Regions from separate parts of the Gasterosteus aculeatus genome. Here region 1 is linked to region 2. Evidence: chromatin contacts called from public Hi-C data. All regions are on one chromosome and are shown on one strand. The core of a region is the stretch at or near the end of the contact, and the rest is flanking DNA. Distances in the headings are between cores, read along the strand shown. Region 1 holds the start of sdc2 (syndecan 2). Region 2 overlaps angpt1 (angiopoietin 1).

Region 1 (2,700 bases), core at 13-2,512, 93 kb after region 2:
TTCATGGTCGCCCGCTTTATACTTGGGCCAATGCATGGACACGCTCGATAAAAGAGCCGCACTGTTGTGCACGAAATGAAAGAAAACACGTCAAAAATGTACTCCTGGTGACCTCGTGCAAGACCATGAGTCATTAAAAAACAACAGTGTCTGAATCCTAATCAGCAGCTTGAACAGAGGAGGAGGCACCGCGCCGAGCGACAAGTCGCAACCCACGGAGGAACAACAGGAGGGGGCCATAATGACAGGGGCCGCACTCCAAAGGGCCAAAAATGTGTCATTCCAACATTTGCAGCCAGGAGCCTCAACGCCGAGCAGGACCCGACACCGAATCAAGGAAACAGCAATGATCATTTGGTTTAAACAATGGCTGATGATAAAACAATGGGCAGTAAATAGCGTTTTTAATACAAAATTATTTATTAAAACGTTACAAGCATCAATGATTTTCTTTTTGAAAAGAAGCTGTGTGGCTCCAGTGACGTTGACATCTCCTAAATGATGCGCTCATTTCAGTGAGCACGGACCCGTCCACAGCGGTCACGGGAATCAGCATCACGGCAGCGAATCACCGCAGCACCGCTGCGACGCGCGCAACTCACACGGCAGGTAAAAGTTACACCGCGGCCTCCGGAGCGCGTCTTTAACGCACTGCTGCGCCGCTGCTTCGAGGGGGACGTTCAACCGGGAGAGACGCCGCGGCTCTTTGGATGCACTGCGTCCGCGGAAAAAGGTCCCTTTAAAGCTGCACGCGGGGGGAGCGCGCGCGCGGAGCCGGAGCTCTATTTCGGTCCCCGGCGCTGATCCCCGAGGAGTCGCTGCAAAGCCCGCGGAGACTCCGCGCGAGCAACACCGAAACAAAACGGGAAATCTTTTATTCTTCCAGCAAACAGACAATGCAATAAAGCAGCGAGTGGTCCGTCCGCGGACCCAAGGCCCCCCCTCTCACACACACACACACACACACACACACACACACCGCTATTTGTGAAGTTTGCTTTCCAACAACTCACCCTTTCTCCGGAGAGGAAGGCGGCCAGCCCGAGGGTCAAAATTATCCAAACGCTCCTCATTATTCCTCTTTGCGAATTATAAACGCGCTGTTACGAGCGAAATGCCAAAATGTCCCCCTCCTCTTCCTCTTCCTCTTCGTCTCTCTCTCCCGCTCGCTCTCCTTGAACCCTTTGCTCCAACTCCTGCCGCTTGTGTCTCTCTCAGGAGCGGAATCCCACCGGATACGTGTTGCGTTCTGCTTATCCCCCCACCCCTCCCCACTCCCCCCCCCCCCCCCCCTCTCTCTCTCTCTCTCTCTCTCCCCCGCAACAAAGTAGCGAAACACAAAAAAGGGGGAGTCAATAATTGAACAGCCATCATAACCGACCAATTATGTTGCGCATTGGCGTGCTGTAAATACGTGTATTCACAGGTTGATTATTGAAGTTTTCTGTATACTTAGAGGTTAATTGCCCCCCCCCCCCCTCCTCCCCCTCATCGGAGATTCTTGCACTAAATGACAAGGACGTTCGTCTTTATTATGTTGCTGCTGTTTTGGGCCATACCATAACATCCATTTATATATGCTATGAATAAACAACATGCAGAGATGGAGTTAGTTACATCATTTAATGACTAGGACCCCCCCCCCATCCTCCCCCCTACTGACTTCAGCCATTAGTGGGCGAAGTCTCCCCCTGCTGGTGTGAATGAATTCCTCCCTCTCATAATCTACAAAATATCACGTTTTTTGTTTAAATCGGTTTTATTGAATTGGTTGTACAAAAACGAACATAGAGGGTTAGATTTACCCTGATCGGAACGTTGACCTTCGGCCCACCTCAGTTCGGGGGCTTGTACACAGTCACGGGCTTGAGTGGGAGTACTTGGTGTTTTAAGTGAAAGATTAAACAGTTCTAGAACGCCTTCGTCAAAGCTGTAGCTTCATCACTGTTACCGGACGTAGCAGCTTCACAGAAACCGGTGCGTCGGATGTAAATGTCTTCCTCTCTGAGAGATTCTCTGTTTGCTTTACGAACCTCCGTCTCACACATTCCCCTTTTTGCTTAACACTCTACAACCTGTGCAACTGCTGCCTGATTACAGGGGTAGTGTAGATATATTGTTCCACTCATTTAAAGAAAGTGTGACCCTTTTCCAACGCAACGCGGTAGCCGGTAATTCATCTTCCACTTCCATTCACATCGCTAAAATCCATTCAGAACAGCGCAAACAACGTTTTCCCAGAACCACTAATCCCGCTCAATAACAGACTGCCCTTTGTGCACAGTGAACCCTACAACTCCCCTGATCACAAGTACTGCCAAACTAAATGCTTTAGCCACACACATACGGCACGTAGAAGGTGACCTTCAGGTACATGTGCCAGAGACCCGCACGCACGCCAGTAATACGGAACGCACTGGACATTCGTGCATTGGTGGTGCTACCGCAAAATCGTACTCGTGTCCTTAAGTTTTTGCAGAGATGTGATTAGTCATGCTCAGCTGAACTGCCGAGTGACCCCAATATCAACGTCATTGACCCGGTTCCGCTCATTCACCTTTAACGCTGAGGCGGAGAGACAAACAGAAAGCGTTACCAGTGACAGGCGCTGCTGGAAAAAGGAACGCGTTTGGAATTTTTAAAGGCACTTAAATCTGACTGATTAGCAGGAGTATTATGCATGCAATGAATTACTGCAAT
Region 2 (2,700 bases), core at 178-2,677:
ATAACAGTTTACTTCAGACAGGCTGACAGATGCTGTTCTGGGTCGGTAGGATTCTGGTAGTTCCTCTGAAAAATATTGCAGAGTAAGATTTATGTCCAAGAATATTACACAACATGGAACTTGTCTTGTTGACGGCTGAGTGACAATTACCACAGCGCAAGTGAAAGACGTTATTTAACACTAGAAAATATGACAAATGTACATTAAAATGTGATGAACACACCAATGAAAAGTGCCAACACTGCACTGCCGGCACCAATAATTAAAAGGCCATATTCTGGAGCTGCAGCAGTGCCTCTAAACCGTTACGGTGAGAGCCCCAAAAAACAGAACAACGAGCGGAAAGTCCCCACGCAGCAGAAGGAGAACCGTAGAGCCCCGTGAGGAGCGACCCCCCCCGACACACCAGCACCCTCTGATGCGCTGTGAGCGTCGCTCATAGCCACTTTAATGTCTAAGGTACAGAGCCAAAACAATGAAAAACATTGTATAGTAATTCATGTTGGTGTTAATCCAACCAGCAGAAACAACAGACTCTCTCTCTCACACACACACACACACACACAGCTGTTATTAGTGTTAGTCACTGTCTGTTGACCGATTTCATGGATGACTTCATTCTAATTGGAATCAAACCTTTAAAAAAAAAAAAGAATACGCTTTCGAGATGTTGGGAAAACCGGCCTGCTGTCGGGTCGGTATGTTCTCAACTGGGAATCCAAGGTCAACAATAACAGACCACGAAGCCCAGAGTCCGTGTGTGTGTTTAAAGAAAGATGCTGAGGTCAGACTGGATTAGGTTGTGAACTCAACGGTGACACACACACACACACACACACACACACACACACACACACACACACACACACACACACACACACACAAACAGCGACCATTTCCCCTCCAGGTCCCAGCTGTATTGAAGGAAACTGCTTTTCACTCCACCCCGAGGGAGAGGTTGGTCTCTGGTTTGTTTATGTCTCGTAGTCATGTGAGGCTGCACCACAGAGGTGGAGGTGGTGGAGGTGGTGATGTTCAGGCTGCCTGTGTCCTGTCTAACTTTCCATAAGAGGGAGCAGAGGGGGCTAAGGTCCCAAAATATCCCTCGGTGGGTTGTTGGACACAAACCAGGCTGCGTGAGTGGAGAACAAACAGGTATGCGTGAGCACGTGGGGGGGGAGTGGGGGGGTCCCGTCATGCATTTGTCGGTGAGTACGGGGATTTTGTCAAATGTTCTGATTGACCACTAGGTGGCACTAAAGTATCAACATAAAACCTGACATCTGTCCTTCTGAAATGCACCAGCATGTGGGAGGCTGGTCTTGTGGGCAATAGGTGAGGTGGGTGGAAACTCTGAGGTGCTACTTGGGGGAAAGATACATGTATTTCATGTTGTTGCCTCCAGCTGTACTACGGCATCATAGCCTGTGATCAATATGAGAAAATAGTGAAGTAATACCAAAACAGGGAAGAAAGTTTAAACCGTATATAGTTCTATTTGTGGCCCTATGATAAGCTGCCCTCTCTAAGAGACGCATCTTAGGAATCAGCATGTCGTCCACAATGGAGCGCTTGAGATCAGCGTCACAGGCCGGAGGCTCAGAATCTGATCTCACACACACAGACACACACACACACACACACACACACACACACGTTTTAAATTGCCTTTAAGACACAACTAGACAGCGGGATACTTTTCCACTACCGAAACTGTCAGTAACAGATTTTTAGTAGCTTTGGCTACTTGATGCAAACTGGTAAAAAAGTACACAAGCAGTAAATTGGGAATAAACTGGGTTGGATTTCACGCTGGCTGGCCAAGTGCTGACATTTGAGTGTAAAACTAATGTAAAACTTATGAAGCAGGATTTAAGAAGGAATTAATGCAGAGTAGGCAGATTATTTTACGTAAAAGCTACACGATAAAGCAGACTTATCGAACCATAACTGTATCTCTGTAGGTCCCAGTGCTACATTCTAACACAATGCATTCATGTCACATTTTATATCTTTAAAATAAAGGTTGACATCCAATTGTTTCAATTCCCCTCGAGCCAAAGGGTGAGATTGCAGCTGCTGCCGCTGCTCTAACTTAGTTAGCCTTTGAATGAGTTTAGCCGGGTTCTCCATCGTGTTTGGAGATATTGCCTCCTCTGGTTGTGTGTATTAATTACGACCTGGTCTCTTCAAACGGTGTAGCACTTATGTGGTGGAAGTCATTTCCCATTCTGTCACAACACGCTGACTCGTGAGAACACACTGCAGTCAAACTTTGCAACTAAATGTGAATTTATTGATTTTCCCATTACCGAGATGACAGCAAATGTATCTCTTGTAGCTTGAAGCTCTGTCTGTAGCCCTCTAGGCTGTTCCTCCATCGCAGGAAGTGCAACAGAGTTCTTCACCTCTTTTTACAGTTGGGTAACTTAAAAGTTACAGACTTTAAACTCTAAGTGTGCTGGATAACTTAGGAACCGGGAGGGAGAGGGACTGCAGAGACCTGTGTACAAACATTCCCAGCGTTCAGACACCCTCTCCACCCACTTCTCCAACCCCCGGATTTCTGTTTTGGACGTGGGATTCCTGTGATGCTCTGCCAGTGGCGCCCGGCCCGCCGAGCGCTGCTCAAATATTTGAGCCCCAGACGCGGCCAAGTTGACTTAGCTCGGAGCGCGGTGTTCCCGGAGCTTTGATGGG

The links. A called contact is a pair of places that touch in the nucleus more often than the background predicts.
Region 1: a Hi-C map of liver shows a contact between it and region 2, with 5 times the contacts expected there. The contact joins the promoter of sdc2 here to the enhancer-like site in region 2. A contact is called at or near these places in 4 of 6 Hi-C or Micro-C datasets (liver, skeletal muscle, tail fin and 1 more).

The regions. Positions count from the first base shown.
Region 1 is chr10:6,080,293-6,082,992 of fGasAcu3.hap1.1, forward strand. It overlaps sdc2 (syndecan 2), which reads right to left and starts at 1,263. Exons shown (of 4, transcript XM_078081352.1): 1 at 1,014-1,263. The coding sequence starts at 1,073.
Region 2 is chr10:5,987,159-5,989,858 of fGasAcu3.hap1.1, forward strand. All of the region lies in intron 2 of angpt1 (angiopoietin 1), which reads right to left. Among protein-coding and RNA genes, the nearest start is that of LOC144383543, 16 kb to the right of the region's middle. Within about 2 kb of position 1,428, at least 3 of the 9 cell types and tissues checked have open chromatin away from gene starts, as enhancers often do. A contact at or near this core is called in liver, where this site is marked.